Regions from separate parts of the Mus musculus genome. Here region 2 is linked to region 1. Evidence: chromatin contacts called from public Hi-C data. All regions are on one chromosome and are shown on one strand. Each heading gives the region's core, a stretch centred on a gene start, on an enhancer-like site or on the middle of the called end of the contact. The rest is flanking DNA. Distances are from core to core; before and after follow the strand shown. Region 1 overlaps Dnm2 (dynamin 2). Region 2 holds the start of Tmed1 (transmembrane p24 trafficking protein 1).

The links. Hi-C and Micro-C count contacts between places; a contact is called where the count stands out from the background.
Region 2: a Hi-C map of granulocyte-monocyte progenitors shows a contact between it and region 1, with 4 times the contacts expected there. The contact joins the promoter of Tmed1 here to the enhancer-like site in region 1. A contact is called at or near these places in 9 of 39 promoter capture datasets (embryonic stem cells, erythroid cells, hematopoietic stem and progenitor cells and 4 more), 8 of 484 Hi-C or Micro-C datasets (bone marrow-derived macrophages, cerebral cortex, embryonic stem cells and 4 more), 11 of 115 datasets of contacts at active chromatin or transcription factors (the 230-238 cell line, the HPC-7 cell line, the SCID.adh cell line and 5 more) and 4 of 9 other capture datasets (adipose tissue, liver, macrophages and 1 more).

What each region holds. Positions count from the first base shown.
Region 1 is chr9:21,434,172-21,440,221 of GRCm38.p6, forward strand. The region is part of intron 1 of Dnm2 (dynamin 2); the gene reads left to right. Among named protein-coding and RNA genes, the nearest start is that of Dnm2, 12 kb to the left of the region's middle. Within about 2 kb of position 2,245, at least 135 of the 459 cell types and tissues checked have an H3K27ac peak or open chromatin away from gene starts, as enhancers often do. A contact at or near this core is called in the HPC-7 cell line, the SCID.adh cell line, adipose tissue and 8 more, where this site is marked.
Region 2 is chr9:21,507,723-21,513,772 of GRCm38.p6, forward strand. It overlaps Tmed1 (transmembrane p24 trafficking protein 1), which reads right to left and starts at 2,512. Exons shown (of 4, transcript NM_010744.4): 1 at 2,272-2,512; 2 at 1,532-1,629; 3 at 1,209-1,392; 4 at 1-669. The coding sequence starts at 2,454. The coding sequence ends at 451. It also overlaps a transcript of Dnm2 not described here.

The sequences.
Region 1 (6,050 bases), core at 995-3,494:
CTCGCTCTCACCATATCCCCTCTCTCAAGACTGTGCCTTATGTAATGTATGGCACTGTGGTCTTGAGTTCCACATGTAACTGGGAGTGACCTTGAACTCTGCATCTGGGGCTGGAGAGATGGCTCAGCAGTTAAGAGCTCTGACTGCTCTTCCGAAGGTCCTGAGTTCAAATCCCAGCAACCACATGGTGGCTCACAACCATTCGTAATGAGATCTGACTCCTTCTGGAGTGTCTAAAGACAACTACAGTGTACTTACATATAATAAATAAATAAATCTTAAAAAAAAAGAACTCTGCATCTTCATATGTCTATCTGAGTGCTGGGATTACAAGCACTCAATACCTGCTTTGTGTGCAGCTAGGCATGGAACTCAGGCTTGATGCACACTAGGCAAACCCTCAACTGGCATATGGCCAGCCTGTTTCCAGTCCTGTTATTATCATTGCTATATTGGTATTCGTGGGTGTATCTATATGTGCGCCTGTGTGGAGGGGAGTGATGGAGGCCAAGGACTATTTTCACTTAAAAACTTTTTTTTTTAAATGTGTATGAGTATTTCTTTCTGTTTCATGTACATGTCACCCAAGGAAGAGGACATTGGATCCCCTGGAGATGGAGTTACACATGGTTGTGATCCATCTTGTGGTTACTGGGAATTGAACCCTGTTTCTCTGCAAGAGCAGCCTGTGCTCTTAGCTACTGAGCCATCTCTCCAGACCCTTAATTATAATTTTTTGAGCTAGCGTCTCACTCAGAGCCTGGTCTCATTGTCTGTCCTTCCCCTTCTCTGGAGTTAGGATCACAGGCACATATGCCGTGCTCAGGCTTTTCTTTTTTTTTTTTTTTTTTTTTTTTTAAGATTTATTTATTTATTATATGTAAGTACACTGTAGCTGTCTTCAGACACTCCAGAAGAGGGCGTCAGATCTTGTTACAGATGGTTGTGAGCCACCATGTGGTTGCTGGGATTTGAACTCCGGACCTTCGGAAGAGCAGTCGGGTGCTCTTACCCACTGAGCCATCTCACCAGGCTTTTCTGTTTTAGGAAGTGAACTCATGTTTGGCCAGCAAGTGCTTTATCCATGGTGATGATCTCCCTAGCCTATGATTTGTTTGTTTATTTTATTTTTGATACAGAGTTTTGCTATACAGCTCAGCTGGATTCAAACCTGAAAAGTCCTTGCCTTAGCCTCCCTAATGCTGGGGTTATAGGCAGTGTCACTGTACCTTGGTCCTCTGCTGCCTTTCTCTAGAAAAGCTGAGGTGAGGTCTGACTGTGATCCACGGGTATGTAAGCAAGGCCAGCAAGGCTACCTGGGAATATCCCTACTCCCTGGTGAAGAAGGAGGCACCCGAGAGCCTGCTCCTAACGCATGTTCCCAGACTCTGATGGCTTGGAGAGCAGGCAGGCATTGTCCTACTGTGATGCTGCTTACCGAGGATACACCCCAGCACACAGAGGCCATTCCCATCGAAAGCCCCAGAGGTGGCCTCAGTACACAACTCTGTCCTGGCTCAGGGCCTCTGTCTTTTGTACTGATAGATGAGGTTTTTCTAGAGTTGTTGTTCTCAATCTTCTTTAGATGACCCAACCATAAAATGACTTTTGTTGTTACTTCAAAACTGTAATTTTTGTTACTGTTAAGAATTGTAGTATAAATATCTGATATGCAGGCTATCTGGTATGTGACCCCTGTGAAAGGGTTGTTTGACCTCCAAAGTGTTGTGACTCACAGATTGAGAACTGCTGTTCTAGAGGATGGTAGCTTTCTGGTCTGGAATGCCTGCCCCAGCATCCTTAGCTGCAGGGAACCAGCCAGTGGTGAGAGTGACCTTGAATTCCTGAGCCTTCTGCATCCACTATTAGTGCTGGCATTCAGAGTGTGCCACTGTACTGAGAGGACATCATGGTTGCTAGAATCCTCATGGCTACCCAGTGAAGGCTGGTAGAGATCAAGTCCAGGAGCCTGTGGCCGGTATCTGGAGCCCTGCTCAGCTCAGTCTTCCTGTGCTTTAGGTCCCCTTGGCCATCATTTTGCAATGTTGACTTCCCACTCAGCCAAGCGGAAGGAAGCCTGGCTTCTGTAGCCTTTGCCTAGGTGGCACTGCCAGGGGACACTGTCTTGCATAGGCTGTCAAGGATTTGGGTATAAGTTGTTTTCTAGGGAAGGGCCTACATGGGGTTTGCCCTGGCATGTGGTGAAAACTGAGTCTTAAACTTTTCTTTTCTTTGAAGTTTTCTTGAGGTCTCATGTCACATTGCTAACCTCAAACTAAGTTAAATGCACAGCCAGGGCGGGGCTTGTGCTTCTGTACTTCCTGCTGTCGCCTCCCTGTGCCGACGTTACTACACCAGGCCTAGATGCTGTTTTTTTCCCTCCGACAACCTGCTTCAACCTCAAGTACTGGGATTGTAGGCCTTTCCACCACAGTCATGCCTGGATTTTTAAAAAGTTGGTAGTTTTATGTAATCTAGGCTGGGCCTCAAACTTCTGTCACTTCTGGGCTCCTGATCTTCCTGCTCTGCTGCCTGAGTGCTGGGATTGTCAGCAGATGCCATCACATCAGGCTTTAAGGTTTCTCATGGCACTGGGGATCGCTCCCAGGGCTCTACCACTGAGTTACCTCTTCTTCTTTAAGACCACATTAGAGTTATTAATGTAATTATTTTGGGTATTAGAGATGGTGTTCTCCTGTGTAGCCCTGGCTGTCTATAGACCAGGCTGGCTCCGGATTCAGAGATCTGCCTGCCTCTGTCTCCTGAGTGCTGGGAGTAAGGTAAAGGTGTGCACTGGCTACAGCAGAGTTATAAAGAGAGGGGCTGGGCTCAATGGGAGAAAGGTGCTTGGTGCCAAGCCTAATGACCTGAGGTGCATCCCTGAGACCTGTATAGTGGAAGAGAGCAGACTCCTGAAAGTTGTCCTCCCATCAGGACCATAGCAATTCCACCTCCAAGCAGAGAAACATCAATAAGATGCAATTTAAAAACATTTAGGGCATGTTGCCCATGTCTGCCTTCCTTGGCCTCTCCCTACTGCAGGCTCTGTTAAGACTGTCACTGTTGATGGAAGGCCCCTGTCACATGGCTGCCGTTGCCCTCCTAACACAGGATCGCATGTCCCCTGCTTCCCTCCTCTGCTCTAGGCTCTCAGGCTGTCCGTCCTAGGCTCTCATGACCTTGGACTTTGATAGAACACAAACAACAGTAACTTCTCCCAGCTTATCTGGCTTGTTCTCACAGCTGACTGTGAGTTTTTTCATTTTGGGTAAGGAACTACTTTAGGTCCGCTTTGTGCATCTTGTAGGACTCCATAATGTGGGCCAGCAGGACATTCCCAGGGAGAGGGCATCTGCCATGTTTCCTTACTTGAAAGTTACTGGGTTTGGTTTTGCATATCTTATCCTTTGTAAGTATCCAGGCCCTAAAGGTTTTATGCATGAGGACGCAAGTGTATGTGTGAGTTTGTGTGCATGTGTGGGTTCTTGCGTGAAGGACAAAGATTGGTGTCCAATGTCTCCCTTAAGTACTGTGGAAGAATCTCTCACTTACACAAAGCTTGTCTAAATCTGCTAATCTGGCTAGCCAGCATGTTCTGGGGATCTCCTGTCTCTGCCCACAAACACTGGCATTACAGGCAGATACCACAAGAGCTTGGCGCTACGTTAGTCCTCAAGTTTGCATGTAAGTGCTTTGCCTGCTGAGCCGCTAAGCCGACTTTCCAACCTTCATTTTGATTTTTCTAGGTCTGGGGATGCAACTCATGGCCTCATGTATACTAGGAAAGGCCTCTACCCCTGAACCAGACCCCTATTCTCTCTCCATGGGATTCTAGTCAGGGGTTCTACCACTGAGCCACGCCCTCAGTGCCTCACTGAGGGATTCTAGGCAGGAGTTCCACCTTTAAATAATACCCCTAGTTTCTCACTGATGGATTTCAGGCAAGTGCCCTCCTGCTGAGTCGGCTTTCCAGCCCCTAATTAGGGGGTAGAGGGGCAGAGCCACACCTCCAACCCCTCATTGGGGCATTCTAGATAAGCACTCTACTGTTGAAGCCCGTTTCCTAGCTGTCTCTTGCATTTTATATAGATTATAAAGTGTAAGTTGAAAAGTTGAAGAGTTGTTTTATATTTTTCTTTTGCAAAGCATTGTACAATCTTGTATTTCATTGGATGGCTTTTGTCAGATGGGCACAGTCTCTTTTGGATGCTGCTGGAGCACTGCCCAGCAGTTCCCACATCTGCACAAGCCACATCTGTTTATGAGTGCAGCTCTCTGCTTAGTGTTGAAATCAGGCGCCTTGAGGACGCTTTGTTCTTTTTCTCAATTGTTTTGAATGTTCTAAGTCCTTTAAACATTAATTTTGTTTCTATTTGTTTGTCTTTTTGAGAATTCTATTTTTGTTTGTTTGGTTTGGTTTTGGTTTTGGGGGGTTTTGTTTGTTTGTTTGTTTTTGTTTTTTGAGACAGGGTTTCTCTGTGTAGCTCTGGCTGTCCTGGAGTTCGCTCTGTAGAACAGGCTGGTCTCGAACTCAGAAATCCGCCTGTCTCTGCCTCCTGAGTGCTGGGATTAAAGGTGTGCGCCACCACGCCCGGCAAGAATTCTTACTTTGTTTCTCACACTGACCTGGAGCTTGAGCCCCTTCTGCCTTGGCTTGTGCGTGCTGGTATTAGAGGTGCAGCACCATGCCCAGCTCTGAATGCCCATTTTACAGTTAGCTTGTGGATCGCTTGCTCTGTCTGTCTGTCAGGCTATCCATCTATCACCCATCTTAGAGTTTCACTAAGCAATTCTGCTTGTCTTGGAACTCACTGTGTACACAAGGCTGGCTTTGAACATCAGCCTCCAAGTACTGGGCTTAAAGATGTGGGTCCCCAACCCCAGTTACGTTGTGGATTTCTACTAAACAAAATAAAAAGCTAAGACACGATAGCTCAGGGATGGAGACCTAGTCAACTGTAGACCATGTTTCTATCTATAGCACCAAAAAAGGAAATAAAAAAGGCTGTTTATAAAGACCCGTCGAAGCCTATCCTGTCCTAGGCTGGCTTCAGAATCATCATGTATCTGAGGGTGACCTTGGACTCCCGGTGCTCTTGACTTTACCTCCCAGGTGTTAGCATGACAAGCATGCAACCAGCACTTAAGTCTGTGTGATGCTGAGGACAGAGCTCAGGACTGTGTATGCCAGGCAAGCACTTGACCAAGTGAGCCTTAGGCCCAGGGAGGGTAGGGTTTTACGGTATTCATTTTTCTGCTTCATGTGCACTGTTTGTAGATGTAGGTATCAGAGGATATAGTTGCAGGTGTGGGTAAGGTGTAGGTTCTGGCCGTCACCTTGTTGGAGATGTTCAGTGCTGTGAATGACAGACATATCAGGTGGCCCCAGTGGGGAATTCTGTCTGTGCACACCAAACTCCTATTAGTTTTGATTGCTGTGCTATTTCATCAGCTGTCCACGCCCCTGCATTGCCTGCTGCCTCACTCTTGTTCATTTGACTCCCCCTCCCTGCTCCCCATAGTAGGAGCCTGTCCAAAACCCAGGAGCACATGGTGGTGCAGGCCTGTGCTCCAGCCCTGATGCTGGAAATGTTGGAAACGTGTTAAGTATATTGGTTAGAAAATAGCCACTCAGAAAACATCAGTAATTGTGTACCACAAATGCAATTGTATATTTTTTCTTTTTTATTTTTCTATGTAGACGGGGCTGTTCTCAGACTCATTACAGAGGTCCACATGCCTCTGCCTTCCAACATGTGAGACTAAAAGGTGTGTGGCATCACATCCAGCCTTAACAACGTGAAATGCGCATGAGGGGGAGTGTGTGTGTGAGTGTGTGTAAGTGTGTGAGAGTGTGTGTGTGTGTAAGAGTGTGTGAAAGAGTGTGTGTGTGTGTGTGAGTGGGTATGTATGAGAGTGTGAGTGTGTGTTTGTGTGAGTGTGTATATGAGTGTGTGTGTTGGTGATGAGAGGACAACTTCTAAGACTTGCTTCTCTCCTTCCTCTCTCTGTCTTCAAGATTTGACAGACAGCACCTGCTGCTGAGCCAT
Region 2 (6,050 bases), core at 1,262-3,761, 74 kb after region 1:
CCTTCCTTTCAAATAAAAGTGACTGTCCTGGCAAGAACTCTGCAGATGTGTCTCCTTCCCAGACCCTAGTGAAGTAGGCTTACCCCAGGAGGAGAGCAGAGACATTGCAGTTGGGGTGTCTAGTTGGAGGGTGGGGGGCAGCACCACAGCTTCACCCCATCCTGATAGCTGCAAGACTGAAGCTAAGGCACGATTTCAGGAGAAAGCCAGGGCATCCAAGAGCAGTGTCCCCACACTGCTGCGCCCAGCACTTCCACCCTCCAAGGAACAGGCACAGTCGCTGAGCCCTCCCCCTTCCGAGGGGTCTGTGAGCCATTGGCACTCCCTGGTCACTGAGGAAGGGAGACACATGGGGCCACTGCTAAGGACCCAACTATGTAGTGTCTCATCTGAGTCTGGGAGGTGTCCAGCAAGTCACACACCCGCTGCCCTCATCCTCTGTGGCAGGGGCTACGTGGGTACAGGGCGCTTGTCATGGAAGAAGCGCTTGAGTGTGCAGACTTGCAGGACAGCCACCAGCAGCAACACAGCCACATTGGCAGCTGACCAGAAGTTGACCCGCTCCAGGTTGTCTTCTTGAAGATTTCGATCACGAGCCTCAAAGGCTCGGAGCAGAGTGAGCATCTGGATGCTCCGTTCCAGCCGGGTCCTCATGGTCTCTATGGATTCCTGCCAGGGCACAAAGGAACGGGTCAGGCTGCTTAAGTCAGAATGCCTACCTACCCCACCACGCACGGCTCTGGCTATCCGTTCACCTGCCTCACGTCTTCTCTAGAAACTGAGGGGTTTTCCCCTTGGTGTTTTTTTTTTTGTTTTTTGGGTGGGTGTGAGACTTTTCTTTTTAAGAGGGATTGGGGCACACGTGCATGGCAGACGACCCCAGGTAGCCAGGCTTGGTGCAGTTGCCTTTGCCTATCAAGCCACTTCACCAAACTCTGCTAGTCTGTGCAAGCCAAGGATGACCTTGAACTTGTGATCCTCAGGACCAAGAGAACCATACCCAGTGTGTGCAGTGCTGGGTGTGGGGGCTCAGCTGTGGGAGCGTCCTAGGTAAGTGCTCTGCCAACTCAATTATTCCCGGCCCTTTCTGTTGGTTTTGTGAGACGGGAGCTTGCTATGTAAATAAGGTTGGTCTTGAACTCACTGGCATCCTGCCTCAGCCTCCTCAGAACTGGGATTCTAAGCATGCACCATCATACCCAGCTCACCTTGATGTCTTCCATTTTGACATCAAGCATCTCTTCTGGCTCCACAGCCTCCGCCCAACCTTCTACCTCCTCCTCATCTTGGAAGCTGTCAAAGATGAGCTCAAAGAACACAAGCTTTTCTGAGATGGTGCTGAAGGAGTTGTCAAAGCACAGCCTGTAGTCTCCGGCCTCAGTAGGCTCCACCCTGGGCAGACAGATGAGACATAGACGTGACCCTGGAGTGACCAGCCAGCTGGTCTGTGGAACCAGTAGGATGGTAACCTGAGGCCACTGGGGAGCTGCAGGGCTGTAACTGAACCAAGGCAGGGCAGGACTTCACTCACGTGTGTACCCCATCAGCCTTTCGAGACTCACTGACCAACAGCACACCCTGAGGGCTCTCCAAGGTGAAGTCCACGTCCAGCCCAGCACCTCCGATCACCTGAAGAGCAGGTAAGAATTGGGGAACTGGCAGCTTTGTGCAAGCCTATCTGCCACAGAAAGCCTGGGTTAAACCGAACCGGGAAAGACCCATGTAAGATCACCAAGAACCTATCTTTAAGAAGAAAAAAGAACAACCACAAATCCCAGGTATTTGCTTGAGATAGAGGAGTAGCGCCTGTGGAGGGAGATTAGTCAGAGCTGCACTTCTACCATAGAGTTAGGAAACTCGGGTCGTCGTAGTTTAGCAGCAAGCGGTTTTTGTTTTGTTTTGTTTTGTTTTAACCCAGCAAGCTATTTGGATTCCCCCAAGGGCCTATCTGAAGACCAACATCCATCCACACCTACAAGGTTTCTTCCCAGTCCCTAAGATGGATACATCCACGTGAGGTCTTTTATCAACCACCCTGCCAACGCCCTTGAGTAGTCTAAGGTGGCTGTCTACCTGACCGCTAACTTAATCGTAACCTACCCAACAGCCGCCAGGAACTTCCCTAGAACCCAACCCAAAGAGCTCTGAGCAGAGCATGCCCCTTCTCTGCAAGACTATTAGCGTTCTGGCCACACCTCTGCCCCGCCCCTCCCGCCTGTTGGCCACGCCCCCAGCCCTGCTCTATTCCGAGCCCGGGACCCCCTCTCTCACCTGGTACTCGGTCTCAAGACTAGCATTGGCCGGTGCGGACTGATAGAAACACTGCTTTCTCCCGGCGGGAAGCAGAAATGTGAACTCGCCGTCCTGGATAGGCGGCGGCCCTGCCTCTCCCACTCCTACTGCTGGCAGGAGTAGCCACAGGGCCAGTGCTACGGCCGCGCCGGCCGCCATCATCCGGGTCACCCTCTACTCACGGGGCGTGGACCCTTTAAGGATTTGTCCTGCCCACCTCTTATTTCGGCAAAGCTCATTGGCTTCGGCTTCTGTTCGACCCCAAAGCCGCGGAATGCTGACTGAAGGGCCCCAGGATGGGGAGCTGCCCTGGTAATTGCCTAATCTGCTAGAAAGCATACTAACGCTACTGCGAACTTCGTGAAACCTACCCAAGTCTGATATCAACCACTGCATTTGGTGGGGGCACTGACAAATCTAAAAATGGTGAAGCACTTCTTTACAGGCAACAATTAAGATGACTAAACGGGGAGGTTTGCAGGTCCTCCCTTGGCACCGCCCGCTCTCTGCCTTCCCCAATTCAAGGTGCTTTTGCCCATTGGTCAATCAAGTGTAGGCGTAGCCCTCCGAGGACGGCGGCTTTGTTGGATTCTGATCTCAACTTGTGTGACGGGTGCGACAGGCAGATATGCCAGGTGCTAGTATTCCAATATTGGAGTTCTGGCGATGTTAGTTCAGTGAGCATGGCCTCCCCCGACTGCTTTTCCTTTACACCTTATACCATCCCTAAGGGGGTGGTGGAATGTTTGTTGGTGAGTAGAATACTGCCTCAGCCTGCGTACAATACATCTCAAACCTTTGGGTCAGCAGGTCCACGTGCATCTGTGCTGACACATGCAGTATTCCAGTACTTGAAAGGCTGAGTCGGGAGGTGGAAGGAGTTCGAGGCCATCCTCTCGAACTGGTATGGAACTACATAGTTCCAGACCAGCAAAAAAATCAAGGAATCTATTTTGGGCTTTGAATGGCTCAGAGAACACAGGCGCTTGCTGCTAAACCTAATGACCTTAGTTTAATCCCCATGTGCTACGATAGTGGAAGGTCAGAATTGACTCCTGCAATTGTCCTCTGACCTACACACACACACACACACACACAACACTGTGTGCTTAGCTCTTGTTCACTTGACAAAATAATCTGGCAAGTTGAGTGTCACTTGAGGAATTGCCTGTTGGGCATTTTCAACGTTGCTGGAAGACCCAGCCCACTGTAGATGGTACCTTTCCTAGACAGGTGGGGATGAGCTATATAAGAAAAGTAGCTTGAGCCGGGCGTGGTGGCGCACGCCTTTAATCCCAGCACGCAGGAGGCAGAGACGGGTGGATTTCTGAGTTCGAGGCCAGCCTGGTCTACAGAGTGAGTGCCAGGACATAGGACAGCCAGGGATACACAGAGAAACCCTGTCTCGGGGAAAAAAAAAAAAAAAGAAAGAGAAACCTCAAAAGAATAAAGGTAATTTACAGCAACCAACATCAGCCTAAACAGAACTCAGAACATTTCCACAATCAGGAATAAAACAAGGTGTCCACTCCCCATATCTGCTTAATATAGTACTTGAAGTACTTGAAGTCCTTTTATTTTTTTTTTTTAAACAGTTTCTCTTTGTAGCCCTGGCTATCCTGGAACTCTAGACCAGGCTGGCCTTGAACTCATGGAAATCTGCCTGCCTCTCTCTCCCAAGTACTGGAATTAAAAGCATGTGCCACCACCTCTCAGTAGTCCTTGATGTCTTAGCTAGAGTAAAAAGATACCAGAGGGCTGGTGAGATGGCTCAGTGGTTAAGAGCACTGACTGCTCTTCCGAAGGCCCTGAGTTCAAATCCCAGCAACCACATGGTGGCTCACAACCATCTGTAATGAGATCTGACTCCCTCTTCTGGTGTGTCTGAAGACAGCTATAGTGTAGATACATATAACAATAAATAAATCTTAAAAAAAAAAAAAAAAGATACCAGAAAGATACCAAATGGACACAAATAGGAAAGGAAAAAGACAAAGTTTCTATTTGCAGATACTGTGACTTTATGCATAAAAGACTCTTTAAAAACCCCACCAGGAAACTTGAGGTGAGAAACACTTGCAGCAAAGTAGCAGGGCACAAAATGAACAGGCAGCTGGGTATGATGGAGAGCTCAGCAGCCCAGAGTCAGGAAGGAGGCTCCGAGCGCATTTGACATCCTCCTGGTCTACAAACTGAGTTCCAGGGCAGCCAGGGCTACACAGACAAACCCTGTCTCAAAAGCCAGGAGGGAAAACCCCTTGCTCCTTGTTCACTGCTGCTCTACAATTTCTATGCTAGAAACAGAAACAGCCTACACGTCCATCAGCAGCTGACTTGCTAATGAAAATGTGGTACATTTACCCAACCAAATATTCCTCAGTTGTCTAAAAAGAAATGAAATTCACAGATAGCTGAGCGGAGGCTAAGGTGAAGTAACCCAGACCCATAAACATTAGAATGGTGTGTGTGTTAGCTTTGAAGCTTGCTACAATGTTTAACCCTAGAACTCAGGAGGGGGACGTGGGAGGAGAGGACAACCAAGGAAGGGGAAATGGAAAATAAAATGTATAGTTATGGAGAGATGAGGTGGGAGACACCAGAACAGGATGATTCAATGGAGATGGGGAGGGGTGGGTGGTAAGGGCAGAACAGAGGGAGGGGCCAACATTAATGGCCACTCGAGGGTTCATATGGAAACCTGCTGCAGGAGAACCCTCTTAAAATATATATACATGTACAAAAGAAGCCTAAATGGAATCACCAAATCCTGGGAGACAAAGCTCCAACCAGACGTCTCACCACCAAGTAAAACCCCCAGTGCTAAAAATCAGTTACAGCTGATTGAGTTGTTGGCCAGAGGAAGCCCTGTGCGAACTCCCAAACCTCAGCTACTGTCAAGGCGATTGGTTGCTCTTCACAATCAATGGTGAAACCTTGAGGAGCACACATATCTCACTGAACATGAAGAAATCATGCTGGTGCCTACCTACTGCCTTCGCCCTATTGACTGGTGCTCATGGTATTGGATGGTACTCTGCATGCTACAGGAGGGGAAGGGTGAATGCCCACTCACCGATAAACCTTTCCATCTAAATGGTGACCTGACTGCATGATACGCAGGTACAGTCGTGCCACAGCATTGTGAGAGTAACCAACTACTTTATGATTGGAGTTAAAGCCCACCCAGGAGATGGAACACATTCATGTCACTGCTTCAGTGGCCAAGAACTTGAGATCAGATAGGCCACAGGCCTGAGGGAGACCCAAACACTACACCCTGCTAAAGGCATATAGCAGTGAAATGATACCCTTCTAGACTCAGACCACTCAGTGAGAACACTCAGTCCTAAAAGAGATGTCTCCAGCAAATGCCTCCCCCTCACCCCTCACCCCATGGGGCCCAGAGAACTATGTGGAAGAAGAGGCAGAAAAAGTGTAAGAGTCAGAGTGTTGAAGGATGCCAAGGAAATAAGGTCTTCTGGACACATCAGGACACACACACTAACTCACAGAGGCCGAGGCAGCATGTACGCGGCCTACGCAAGTTCAAGCCAGATGGATCTTAACACTGAGAAGGGAAGTAGATACCAACCAGCCCATCCCTAACTGTGGTGGTTTGAAAATGCTTGGCCCAGGGAGCAGCACTATTAGGAGGTGTGGCCTTGTTGGAGGAAGTGAGTCACTGTGGGGGTGGGCCTTGGAGGTCTCCTATGCTCAGGCCCTGCCCATTGGGCAAGAGAGCTTCCTCCTAGCTGCCT